2 separate regions of the Sus scrofa genome follow, and region 2 is linked to region 1. A link is a contact called in public HiChIP or PLAC-seq data. All regions are on one chromosome and are shown on one strand. Each heading gives the region's core, a stretch centred on a gene start, on an enhancer-like site or on the middle of the called end of the contact. The rest is flanking DNA. Distances are from core to core; before and after follow the strand shown. Region 1 overlaps CNOT8 (CCR4-NOT transcription complex subunit 8). Region 2 overlaps MFAP3 (microfibril-associated glycoprotein 3).

Region 1 (7,033 bases), core at 1,165-3,664:
TAAGAGGTAGAAACAACCCAAATGTCTGGCAATGGGTGAAGAGGTGAACAATATATGGTACATACATCCAAAGGAATATTATTCAGCCCTAAAGAAGGAAAGTCTGCCACATGCTACAACATGAATGACCCTTAAGGACACAATGTTAAGTGAAATAAGCCAGTCACAAAAAGCCAAATACTGTATAATTCCAAAGAGATAAGGAATTGTAAGGAATTAAAGAAGTCAAAGTCATAGAAACAGAGTAGAATGGTGTTTACCCAGAGCCAGGGGAGGGGGGAGAGGAAAAAGGGGAGTTGTTTACTGGGTACAGAGTTTCAAGATGAAAGAGTTCTGGAGGTGTGCTTCACAAAATTGCAAATATACTTAACGTTACTCAACTACACACTTAAAAATGGTTAAGATGGGAGTTCCCTGGTGGCTCACACTATCACTGCTGAGGGCTGGGTCTCTGCTGTGGCACGGCTTAGATTCCCCGCCCAGGAACTTCCGCATGCTGTGGGCTCGGCCAAAATAAATAAATAAGGAATGAATGAATAAATAAAGGTTAAGATGCTAAGTTTTATGTTCTCTGGTTTTTACCAGAAATTTATTAAAAAGTTCTCAAAGGAGTTCCTGTCATGGCTCAGCGGTTAACAAATCCGATTAGGAACCATGAGGTTGCAGGTTTGATCCCTTGCCTTGCTCAGTGGGTTAAGGATATGGTGTTGCTGTGGGCTGTGGTGTATGTCACAGACATGGCTGGGATCCCACACTGCTGTGGCTCTGGTGTAGGCCGGTGGCTACACCTCTGATTAGACCTCTAACCTGGGAAACTCCATATGCTGCGGGTGCGTCCCTAGAAAGACAAAAAAAAAAAAGTTCTCAAAATTCAGAGTTCCCATTGTGGAGCAGTGGAAACGAATCTGACTAGGAACCATGAGGTTGTGGGTTTGATCCCTGGTCTCGCTCAGTGGACTGGGGATCCGGCGTTGCCATGACCTGTGGTGTAGGTTGCAGATGCAGCTCGGATCTGGCGTTGCTGTGGCTCTGGCTAGGCTGGCAGCTACAGCTCCAATTAGACCCTTAGCCTAGGAACCTCCATATGCCATGGGTGCAGCCTTAAAAAGAACAACAGCAAAAAAAGAAATCCTCAAAATTTGTCCCATATCAGATAGGCTTCAGTTTCAATTTACCTTGATTAGCACCCACTCCAAACCTTACTTCTATTCTGAAAGAGAGTAATAACCCTGTTTGACAAATAAGAAAACTGACTTACAGAGAATAAAATAACAACCCAAATTAACCCAGCTAAGAACAGCAATTCGAACACTGATGTCCTAATTGAGGAAATGATTTCCCCCTCTCATTTTTTTGCTTTTTTTTTTTTTTTTTTTAAGGGCCTCGCCTGCAGCATATGGAAGTTCCCAGGCTAGGGATTGAATTGGAGCTGCAGCTGCCGGCCTACACCACAGCCACAGCAATGCAGGATCCAAGCCTCATCTGTGACCTACACCACAGCTCATGGCAATGCCAGATCTTTTACCAACTGAGCAAGGCCAGAAATCAACCCATGTCCTCATGGACACTTCAGGTTCGTTTCCCCTGAGCCACAATGGGAACTCCTCCCCTTTTAATTTTAAACAGCTTGATTGAGATATAATTCACATACTAAACAATTCACTCTTTTAAAGTAAAAAATTCAGAGTTCCCACTGGCGCAATGCTCAATGCAATCCAACTGCAGCAGGCTGGATCGACGCAGAGTCACGGGTTCAATGCCTGGCCTGGCGCGGTGGGTTAAAGGATGAGGAGTTGCCAGCTACGGCACAGGTCACAGCTGCAGCTCCGATTCAATCCCTGGCCCAGGAACTTCCATATTTTACAGGTGCAGCCATTAAAAAGGGGGGGGGGACATAATTCCATAGCACAGTTTCAGTGTACTCAAAGAGCTATCCGACCACCACCAATTATAAACCATTTCATCACCTCAAAAACAAACCCCATGCCCATCAAGCAATCACACTCCATTACCCCATAACCTCCCTACCGCCCACTCTGGCTACTACTTTATTTTCAGCCTCTAGACTTGCCTATTTGGGATATTTCATATAAAGAGAATCACACAATATATAATCTTTTGAGTCTGACTTCTTTCCCTCAGCCTGTTTTCAAAGTTCATCCACGTATAGCATGTGTCAGTACTTCATTCCCTTTTACTGGCCAGGAACCTTCCATGGCACAGGTGCATGTTTATCCACTCCTCGGTTCACACACTTGGACGGTTCCCACTTTGGGTTCTTTATGAATAACTGGTGCTACAAACATCCGTGTAAAGTTTTTACATGGCTACGTCTTCATTTCTCTTGGGCATATGCACTTCTAGGAGGAAAATTGCTGGGTCATATGGTAACTCTATTTTTAACCTTCAGAGGAAGTGTTTATTCTCCAAAGGGATTGCACCATTTCATATTCCCTATAGCAACAGAAGAGAAGCCTACTTTCTCCACAGCTTCGCCAACATTTAATATTCTGTCTTTTTGACTACAGCCACCTAGTGGGTATAAAATAGTATCTCATGGTTTTCATTTGCATTTCCCTAATGACTAAAGATGGTAAACATCTTTTCATGTGTATATCAGACATTTCTAAATCTTCTTCGAAGAAATTTCTATTCAGATGTTGTGCCCATTTTTAACTGGGTTGCATTTATATCGTTGCCTTGTAAGAGTTCTTTAAGGACTTTACTTTCTGATATTCCTTACTCCATCTTCTGCTTGACTGCCCTATCCAACCCCTGCTTGGGTTTGGTGAAAACAAAACTTCAAATCAATAAAATCAGTTAGAAATCACAGTCTTCGCAAATGTAGCAGATCTAAGAAGAACACTGAGAAGTGTCTCAGACACTTACGTAAGGTTGAATTTGAAGTTAAACTGCCAAGTGTTGATTCCAGAAGGATATTCTCCCTTCTCATTCGTGAATGTAAGGCCCAGCTGGATAATTTTTAAAAGGTCAACATTGCACCGTAAAAGCTGATACTGGTAATCTATGGAACTACGAAATTCACCAATTGGTCGCACCACAACACCTGGAAATTCTGTGTCCTAGAAAAGGAAAAAGTCATCATAAGGTATCACAACTGGATGTTGAACTGATCATTCATAATCGAAAATTGTACCTTAATTTATGAACGTTCCTGACAGGTGCTAAGCTCAGGCACAAAAATTCACCTTAAAATACTGATTTCATTGAGAGCTACAGAAGGAGCACCAGAATCATGAAGCTTTGCACCACTGGAGGTTCTAAAAAGAATGTGCACAGAAATAGCTGACCAACTCTGGGTCCGTTAAGAACATTCTAGGTTCCTACACAGGTGACTAGAAACCATCTAGGGTGAGAACAATATATGAATAAAAATACAATAGAGGGAAGTGAAACAGCCATTCAGAAAATAAATAAATAAATAGCATGTAAAAAAGCCTGTTACAAGATCAGAGAGAGTACTAAACACTAGGCTAGAGTTAATTCTTCTTTCCCACAGCAGGAATCGCAAACGCCAGGCAACTAACATTAAGGAGTAAAGTGCATGGGGTATGAGAATGATTATGATTACTCAAGAGTACATGCCTCCCCTAAAAGGGCCCTGACAGCTTCCTCCAAACTCTCCAAATGTCAGGCCGGAATGTAGACCCTTTAAAGCCAGATCATCTCATTTTTTCCAGAGATGACAGAAATCCAGGATTTAAGTATGTCTCTTAATTTTTATTTATTTATTTATTTATTTTTGCTTTCCAGGGCCACATCCACAGCATATGGAGATTCCCAGGCTAGGGGTCCAATTGGAGCTGTAGCTGCCAGTCTTCGCCAGTCACAGCAACGCCAGATCAGAGCCACGTCTGCGACCTATACCAGAGCGCATGGCAAGCCAGATCCTTAATTCACTGAGCCAGGCCAGGGATCAAACCCAAAACCTCATGATTCCTAATTGGATTCATTTCCACTGTGCCACAACAGGAACTCCATATGTCTCTTGATTTTTAAATGGTGGCAACCACTTTTTAAAAACTGCTTTAAACACTGCTGTCAGTCAAATTCACCTTATCTGTGGGACAGATGGGGCTTATGGGCTGAGACAACTTCCGCTTTGAAGACTTTCATGCCCTGGAGTTTCTGTGTCTCAGTGAGCTAAGGACCCAGAGTTGTCACTGCTATGCTGATGGCTCAGGTCGCTACTATGGCATGGGTTCAATCCCTGGCCCGGTGACTCCCACATGCCACAGGCATGCCCCCCGTCCCCCCCAAAAGAATTCCATGCCCTCATCTTTTCTTCCCCCCCGCCCCATGGCTACACCCTCAGCAGATGGAAGTTCCCAAACCAGAGATTGAATCTGAGCTGAAGCTGTGACAACACTGGATCCTTTAATCCACTGTGCCAGGCAGGGAACTGAACCCACGCCTCCACAGTGACCCAAGCCACTGCAATTGTAACTGTTTTTGTTGGGTTTTTTTCTTCTTTAGGGCCACGTACATAAGTTCCAAGTCTACAGGTCAAATCAGAGCTGCAGCTGCTGACCTGTGCATGGGATCTGAGCCAAACTAGTGACCTAAGTCACAGCTTGAGGCAACAGCCGGATACTTAACCCTCTGAGCAAGACTAGGGATTGAACACACATCCCCATGGTTACTAGTCAGATTCTTAACCCAATGAGACACAATGGGAATTCCTGAAGTCAGATTCTTAACCCACTGCACCATGGCGGTAACTCCTAAAGACTTTCAAATGAAGAGAACATCATAAATAATCTTAAGATATTAGAGGTTCTCTTCTCAGACACAGTGGCTACCCTGATGTTTCATAAAAACAACATAACTTTCCATCACATTTAATTTACCATGACTTTACTGTAATCGTTTCTTTCAAAATCTCATATGAAATATTCCCTAAGTCCATACCAGAAGGTGAGTCAAAAAGCAGAGCTCTTTACCATGGCAATATAACTGTAACTAAGCACAATTTCTCGGATCTTCCTCATCTCTTCTTCTAGATTGCTGGCCCAGACTTCACAGATGACCTGGCTGTTCTCCACAAGTGCAGCAGGCATCCTGAAGAATCTTGAAGCTGCTTTCAGCTGACTATGTTAGAGGGCAAGTCAATGGTTGATCTGATCTACATTCAAAAACAGATTTTGACATCATTTTAATTTATACAATGGCATAAGGTGTTAACAAAACAAAGACATTGAAATAGTATTTCACCATCACTTAATCAGCTTAAGCTAAAACATTAAGACTATTATATTTATTCTCTACTTTATATGATACCAGAACTTGCCTTGGTCAAGAAAGACACACACACACACACACACACACACATTCTTTCTCCCTCCCTCATTTCTTTAGCTTGAAGAAACGGGAAAAAAAATAAATTAATTAAAAAAAAAAAAAAAAAAGAAACATGAAGAAACTTTTGGCCAAACTGCCCTTTAGCACAGAACTAAAATCATTACCCTAAACTGGTTTTTGAGGCCTCTCCAGACTACCTAAAGACTAAAATAGCCCTCTATGATCACAAATATGCCCTCATCCATCACTTTCATATCACTCTGCAGAGAAATCAAATCATGGAAACATTTCTAAAGGAATGGCTTTAGGAAGTTCCCATATGGCACAGCAGGTTAAGGACCCAGCATTGCCTCAACTGCAGCATACATCCCATCCCTGGCCCAGGAACTTCCACACGCCCAGGGGGCACTAAAAAAAATAAATAAATAAATTTTAATTTTAAAAGTAAAATAAAGGGGAGTTCCCTTCATAGCACAGCAGAAATGAATCCGACTAGGAACCATGAGGTGGCAGGTTCGATCCCCAGCCTCGCTCAGTGGGTTAAGGATCCGGCGTTGCTGTGAGCTATAGCGTAGGTTGCAGATGCGGCTCGGATCTGGGGTTGCTGTGGCTGTGGCCTAGGCTGGCAGCTGTAGCTCCAATTAGATCCCTAGCCTGGGAACCTCCATGTGCCACAGGTGCAGCCCTAAAAAGCCAATAAATAAATAAATAAATAAAATAAAGGACTCGCTCTAGCCAGTTTTTTTTTTTTTTTTTTTTTTCTTTTTAGGGCCGCACCTACAGCAAACTGAAGTTCCCAGGCTAGGGGTCCAATTGGAGCTACAGTTGCCAGCCTATGCCCCAGCCACAGCAACACCAGACCCGAGACTCGTCTTTGACCCACACCACAGTTCACGGCAACGCCGGATCCTTAACCCACTGAGCAAGTCCAGGGACAGAACCAGCATACTCATGGATACTAGTCAGGTTCATTATCACTGAGCCACAGCAGGATCTCCCTAGCCAGTTTAAATGTCCTGGGATCTCTGAAAGCTTGAAAGAATGTGGACTTCACCTTTCACACTGAAGTCTTAGCATCCATATAATGAATATGAGCATGGGACTTGTCCCTCCACTCAACAAAAAGGAAATTCTTTTCCCCCACAATTCAAAAGTCAAATACAACTAAAGGCAAAGAGATCATAAAGTGAGATTAAGCAGTAAAATCAATCCCATGTGCTAATTTGAATCACAATGAAAATTAGAATCTGAGTTATGAATGTCTACTTTTAAACATATAGTATAATTATAAAGAAAATAAGCACGCAGTTCCCATTGTGGCTCAGTGGTTAATGAATCCAACTAGGAACCATGAGGTTGCAGGTTTGATCCCTGACCTTGCTCAGTGGGTTAAGGATCCAGCGTTGCTGTGAGCTGTGGCATAGGTCGCAGACCCAGCTTGGATCCCGTGTTGCTGTGGCTCTGGCGTAGGCCATAGGCCCGCGGCTACAGCTCCAATTCAACCCCTAGCCTGGGAACCTCCATATGCGCAGGAGCGGCCCTAGAAATGGCAAAAAGACAAAAAAAAAAAGAAAATAAGCAGCAATTCAACATTAAGAATAGAAAAGAACTGGTATAAATAATTCAACCAGAAGCAGAATGATTTATAGTGTATATTCTGGGAGGAAACTGGGGAGGCAACAGTATCCTGCAAGATAAATCTCAATATGGT
Region 2 (7,033 bases), core at 1,895-4,394, 770 kb after region 1:
GAACCAAAGTACTTTTTTTTGACGCTTTTCTTTAAACAACTCATTATTTTACTTACATAATTTTAAAAGGAAAGTCTGTATCACATCTGTGGATAAAAGTAACTTTACACATAAGCATAATGAAAACAGGGTATTAACTTACAGAATACTGCCATCTGCTGAAGGCTCTTAGCCCTAGGCCTGCTCTCTTTGCAAAGGAAACAAAACAAAACAAACCCCTCACCATTCCACTTTATTCTCCTCATTTCTTATCCAGCCCATTCCTTCCACCCCTTCCCATACTGAATTTAGAACCACTATTTTAGTATTATTATTATTTTTTTTACTTTTTATTAATTTGGGTTTGTTTTTTTGTCTTTTTAGGGCTGTACCTGTGGCATATGGAGGTTCCCAGGCTAGGGGTGAATGAGAGCTGTAGCAGCTAGCCTATGCCATAGCCACAGCAATGTCAGATCCGAGCCATGTCGGAGACCTATACCACAGCTCACTGCAATGCTGGATCCTCAACCCACTGAGAGAGGCCAGGGATCGAACCCACGTCCTCATGGATACTAGTCAGATTCGTTTCCACTGAGCCACGATGGGAATGCCACTAGAACCACTGTTGTAGACTAAAGGTATACATTTTCATCTATTCAAGAGTATCTACTGTGTGCCAACCTACTGTACTACAGACACTGTCTCTGCTTCATGGAGCTCAGTCTGGCAGAGGGCACAGACACTAACTAATACACACGAAATACACTAAGTGCTATCCAAGAGAAGTACAGGATGCTACAGGAGCACCCAACATGGACAGTTAACCAGGTCACAGAAAGCTTCCCCAGGAAGATAAGGTGTGTGAAAGGACCTGAGGGACACCAGGAATGGAGGGTGGGAGACAGATCTAGGTAAAGGGCAGGAAGCAGGGAAAAAGCAGAGGGGTCACTTCTTAGATGTTCAGGAAAAAGAGCTCTAAGTTGTGGTAATGAGAGGTGGTGGCCAGGGAGTGCTGGGTCTGACTCCTGATTCATAAGGGGCGTAGTTTGGACCAACAGCAAAACTGGAGGTGGACTTTTGGAATTGAAGTGGGAGGCTGAAGCGAGCGAAGGAAATATTTGTCCAAGGTGAAGGGGTCAAAGAACTGAGAGGCGCAAGGTGAGGGAGATCACCTGTGCGGTGGTGATGCCCCCAACAGGAACAAGGCAGCTAAGGCAGAGGACGCTAGAAAGAGGAGAGACGGACTCACTCTCCCTGCTGTGGGATGCAGGAGCTTCAGGGCAATGAACAGGCTCTGTGTGAGAGGGCAATAGTGCCCTGGCAGTGTTGTTACGGGGATCCCTTCTCTGTGCAGCTTTCCCGAGCCTCCTCTCAAGGCCTGGCTCTCCCTCCGACATGGATTTAGAGAACACCTGGAGGCAGGATGGCTCTTCCTTGACCCCTGTAGCCCTAGCCATTACACTGCTCACCTGGAGCTGGTATATGCTGCTCTGTACTACCAGGCAGTCTACCCCACCTCACCTACATGCCCCTTAAGCACAGGGACTGTATTTTTTATTGCTATAGTTCATAACTAACGCATGTTCAATAAACACTTCCTGATGGAGAATAAACCTGACAAAGCATGTGATGGATCTTTGCAACTTGAAGAATGTTAAACAACAGGGATAGAATTATTATACACCCGCAAGCATTTATTGGCACTTACATTCTCTGAGAAAAAAGAGACAATACTTGTCATCTCGAAAGATCGTAAAGGCACAACGCCTAAATGCATTCTGTGAACCAACCACTAACCCCCAAAGTCTTCATTTACCATCTTGTCCTAGAAGATAACCTTGGGAATAAAGGGTTACCAAGTCCAGGGTTTCCAGACCAGGATGAATAACACCATCATCTAGAGAACTTGTTTTTAATTTTTTTTTTTGTCTTTTTGCTATTTCTTGGGCCACTCCCGCAGCATGTGGAGGTTCCCAGGCTAGGGGTCTAATCGGAGCTGTAGCCACCGGCCTACGCCAGAGCCAGAGCCACAGCAACTCGGGATCCGAGCCGCGTCTGCAACCTACACCACAGCTCACGGCAACGCCGGATCGTTAACCCATTGAGCAAGGGCAGGGACCAAACCCGCAATCTCATGGTTCCTAGTCGGATTTGTTAACCGCTGCGCCACGACGGGAACTCCTGTTTTTAATTTTTAAATTAGCTCCCTGGGTGATTCTGAGGCAGAGAGGCCATGGACTAGCATCCAAGAGACTAACATACTTCCTCATTCCTTCTACAACAGCCCTGACTCATGGTGTTCCAGACTGTCTGAACACTTGCAATACTAGAGAACTATCACTCACATTCCATTCTGGATTAAGCTAGAACATTGTAATTGCAGGCCTCTGAGAAAGGCAGGGAAGCAGAGAAAATCAGAGTACAGATTCTGGAACTAGGTTCCCTAGGCTCAAATCCTGGCTCTGACTCTAACCAGCAACTTTTGTTAACGGCAATCTTTCTAAGCCTCAGTCCCCTCATCTTTGAAACAGGGAAAATAATAGTATCTATTCTCAGAGGACTACTGAAAGGTGTGAATGAGACAGCGTATATAAAAGAGAGTCTAGCAAGAGTAATTACTAAATAAGCTCTAGTTATTATTATTGTTGATGGTCCTTTCAGGTCCTAAAATCTGTACTTCACAGCAAAAGGTGAAATTTTAAAATTTAAGATAAAACAGTTTACTTATTTAAGATAAATAAAACACTTTTACTTGGAATACCATGGAACCATTTAAAAATATTGGAAGGGAATTTCCAAAAAAGGGGAAACACCATTATGCAATTTCAGTCTTTAATTTTTAGATTTCACACTTCTCTTTTTCTCATTGCAAATAAATATTTTGTTATATGGTCAAACAGCCATGATAAACTGACCTTGGTGCCCATCCACGATATTACATTGTTTTTATGCGTCCTGAGTTTGTGGTAGAAAATCTTTGTTGTGATCTACCTGGCATCGTGGTTCCTTTTTTGAACCCTGCCTTCTTGGGCCCAGGAGGAAGTTAACCCATTGGCTGACTAAGAAGAATCTCGTTCTTGAAATCTGGATTGAGACACTATGGGTTAGGGCCATTTGAGGAAGAGGAGGCATACAAGGGGCTGAGGCAATCGGGTTAGAAAAATGACGACAGGGATGGAGAAGGGAAAGAGAGCATGGTGAGAGAGAAGATAGGAGATGAAGTAGGGGCAAGAGTGGTGCTAGGGGGAGAGTTTCAGAGTGGAAAAGAAAGAGACTCACACATGCTACTCTAGCTTCTGCCAGAATTCTACTTCCTGGCTGCAATGTGACTTTTTTTTTTTTTTTTTAAGTAAATAAACATCTTCATTTACCTTTCTTAAAAATTAAAAGCACAAAAATAAAAGACTGTGTAGGAGTTCCCATTGTGGCTCAGGAGGTTAGGAACCTGACTAGTATCCATGAGTATGTGAGTTTGACCCCTGGCCTTGCTCATTGGGTTAAGGAGAGCTGTGGTGTAGGTCGCAGATGTGGCTTAGATCCGGCGTTGCTATGGCTGTGGTGTAGGCCAGCAGCTGTAGCTCCAATTCAACCCTTGAACTTCTATATGCCACAGATGGGAACGAAAAAAAAAAAAAAAAAAAAAAAGACTAAATGTCCAAATAATGGACATGGAACAATGGTGATGTGGGAGAAAAAAGATTAAGTTCAGCAAAAGTGACTGAACTGTGGCTGTAGCTACCAGGCAACCCTCATTGTGCACCTCCAACTCCTCCCTTACTCTTACACTGGGGCACAGCACATAAACTGCCAGCGAGGTCAAGATCTGTGGTTCTCGTCCTGTAAGACAACCATCTGCCTCTACTAGAAGTTAAGAGAAATCTACCAGACAGGGGTTAGAAAAACACTACAAACACCCTAAAACTGCTCTTAGGTCAGAGGTGGCAGGAGTAGCCTGGTACACTGATTTCATGCCAGGAGAGCAACAGGGCCAATAATATCCTTCTAAGTCCAGTCAATAAGACAGGCTCAGTCTGGCACTTATACCATGGGCAACCTGAACACAAATGACTTCTAGTCTGAGCTACTAAAAGACAACCCACTTGCAGATAAGAGGGTGATGAGCAGTTGTGAGAGAAAGCACTGGCAAAGGTACATGTCCAAAGTGACAGAGGCGGAAAAGAGGAAACAAATCACCCTTGGGGTCCGAACACCTCTGACTTATCTCTTCACACCACATTTCCTTTCACTTAAGTTAGTGTGAACTGGTTTATAACAAAAACTACACTGACCATGACCTTTGTACTCATTCTGAAGTAATGACTATAAAAAAGCTGAGCTAAGCCAGGGACCCATCATGCACATGAAATACCGTCCCAAATCTTCAGAAATTTACAAACTAAAGTGGAAGGTAGAGGCAGAAACAGCTTAACTATATACAAGACGGTGTGAGAAATACTGCAGAGAACTAAAAGTGTGCGCTGAATGCAAAAGAAAAAGGAGGATTTCATGAATTTTAGGAATGCGATTCACTTTTAAGTTTGGGACCTCGCATAATATCATGCCTGTTATTCTCAATGCTGCAGCTAACAATTGGAGGCTAAGAAGAAAAAGTTCAAAAGGGAAAATCACAGTGCCATCCTATAAAAAGTTAAAAAGAGCAATGTTATGCATGTGGAAGAAGTTACTTGGCAGAATTTTTTATTACCTTTCTTCAGCATAAGTAACAGAAAAGTGTGATATTCAAGTTTAATCTCTTTTTTCATCTTTTAGGTAGAGTAAAATGTAAGCTTTTCTAGGATCATGAATTAGAAATGTAGATGGTTTTATCCAATATAACCATTCTGAATATTGGTTTTATCATTAAAAAAGAAAAAGAGAGAAAGAAAAGTGCCTCAGCTGTCATCCTAACAGATTGCCTTGTTGCCGTTCCTGCCAACCTGAGAGAAGAAATATTTCCATTCTGTTCCAATTCTCAACAGAAGTAAATAAGGAAGTAATGTGGCTGGTTTCCATTCTCGTGGCTCCATGTTAAGTTGGCTGAGGAAACTGCTGTTTGCAAAAATAGTTCTGGGATAACTCGAAGGGAGGAAAAATACTGATGTCCAGATGGTATTGGTTTTTGCTCCAAGTATAACAGGATATTAATGCTTCATTCTCTGTAATTAAATGTGTTCGAAGCTGTATTTACAGATCGTCCACTCTTCTCTGCACTATTATACTTGAAAAATGGAGACGTTCCCCTACACTCAGCCCACAAATTGTCAAAGTGGCATTGTGAATTGGCAAAGGGGAGAAAAAGCAAATGAAGAGCAGACTGTTAGCGCTCCTCTATCCTTTTCAGAGAACATAAAGCTGTTCTGCTTACACCTCAAGCATTGTTATAGGGATAGTATAAAAAGGATAGCAACATTCAATAGAAATCACCATTTTGAGGGCGACTTTCCACAAAGTTTCTAATTAAAATAGCCCCATGCTCCCAAGAGTATCGTGGAGCCATAACACACCTCATCACTGGCATCTGGGCCCTCAGCTCAAACGTCGACATGTTTTCCAGCACACCCGAGAAACACCTTCTGTGTTCTGCTGGAGCTGTGCTTCAAACCCAGGATTATTTGTTATATCCCTGACTTTCATCCTTTTTGCCATAAGCATTTGCTGAAGCTACACAAAGACATTGATATAACAGGCTTAGATTTATGATCTCCTTGACCACTTTTTTTTTTTTTTTTCTCCATAGTCTGAACCACCCCACCCCTGCTGGTATTTCAAACTCAGTAAAACTAAAAACAGAACTCCTCCCTCTCACCTTCAGATCGATCTGTCCTGCCTGTATGTAGCTTGGATGATAGCCACATAACACCATTCATCCAGTTTGGCAAGATCAAAGTGACAGTATCATCATGGCTGTATAATCAGGAGCATGGACTCTGGAGTTGAGTGCCTGATCCTATCCCTATGTAAAGCTATGGCTCAAAAGGCCTTAGTATACACATCTACTAAATAAGATTATTAACAGTAACTACCTCATAGGGTAGTTGTGGGCATTAGATGAATGAATGTGGGTACGTTATAAATACATGCCATTATTATTATTCTACCTCCTAGATGCTTTTCTTTTTTTTTTTTTTTTTTTTTTTGTTGTTGTTGTTGTTGCTATTTCTTGGGCTGCTCCCGCAGCATATGGAGGTTCCCAGGCTAGGGGTTGAATTGGAGCTGTAGCCACCGGCCTACGCCAGAGCCACAGCAACTCGGGATCTGAGCCGCGTCTGCAACCTACACCACAGCTCACGGCAACGCCGGATCGTTAACCCACTGAGCATAGGGCTGGGATCGAACCCGCAACCTCATGGTTCCTAGTCGGATTCGTTAACCACTGCGCCACGATGGGAACTCCCTAGATGCTTTTCAATTAAGTCCTAATGTCTCTTCCCTAGGTCACAGTCCTTTCATATTACCTGGGTACCACACTACCCTTTTAATTTCCAAATGGGTCTCCTTAACTCCAACTACACCTCTTTGATGTCCCAAACATCGCTCTTCTCAGAATTGGTCCTAAACACAAAGACAAGGAAGTCAAGGCAATTTTAGAATCTACTGGTTAGGAGTTCCCACTGTGGCTCAGAGGTAACGAAACCGACTAGTATCCATGAGGATGCGAGTTCTATCCCTGGCCTCACACAGTGGGTTAAGGATCCGGCGTTGCCATAAGCTGTGGTGAGTTCACAGATGTGGCTCAGATGCTGCACTGCTGTGGCTGTGGTGTAGGCTAGCAGCTGGAGCTCTGATTTGACCCCTAGCCTGGGAACTTCCATAAGACATGGGCATGGCCCTAAAAGACAAAAAATGAATAAAATAAAATAAAATCGACAAAAAAACCCACAAAAAACAAAAAACATGATCGAGTTCCCATTGTGGCGCAGTGGTTAACAAATCCGACTAGGAACCATGAGGTTTTGGGTTCGATCCCTAGCCTTGCTCAGTGGGTTGGGGATCTGGTGTTGCCATGAGCTGTGGTGTAGGTTGCAGATGTGGCTCGGATCCTGTGTTGCTGTGG

Evidence for each region. HiChIP or PLAC-seq counts read pairs in DNA pulled down with a chosen protein or histone mark.
Region 2: a contact with region 1 is called in an H3K27ac HiChIP or PLAC-seq map of alveolar macrophages. The contact joins two enhancer-like sites. A contact is called at or near these places in 1 of 47 Hi-C or Micro-C datasets (embryonic fibroblasts) and 1 of 2 datasets of contacts at active chromatin or transcription factors (alveolar macrophages).

What each region holds. Positions count from the first base shown.
Region 1 is chr16:68,337,002-68,344,034 of Sscrofa11.1, forward strand. CNOT8 (CCR4-NOT transcription complex subunit 8) reads right to left here. Exons shown (of 7, transcript XM_013984900.2): 2 at 4,965-5,146; 3 at 2,890-3,083. The coding sequence starts at 5,081. Among named protein-coding and RNA genes, the nearest start is that of CNOT8, 12 kb to the right of the region's middle. Within about 2 kb of position 2,415, at least 1 of the 83 cell types and tissues checked has an H3K27ac peak or open chromatin away from gene starts, as enhancers often do. A contact at or near this core is called in alveolar macrophages, where this site is marked.
Region 2 is chr16:69,110,952-69,117,984 of Sscrofa11.1, forward strand. The region is part of intron 1 of MFAP3 (microfibril-associated glycoprotein 3); the gene reads right to left. Among named protein-coding and RNA genes, the nearest start is that of FAM114A2, 7.0 kb to the right of the region's middle. Within about 2 kb of position 3,145, at least 10 of the 83 cell types and tissues checked have an H3K27ac peak or open chromatin away from gene starts, as enhancers often do. A contact at or near this core is called in alveolar macrophages, where this site is marked.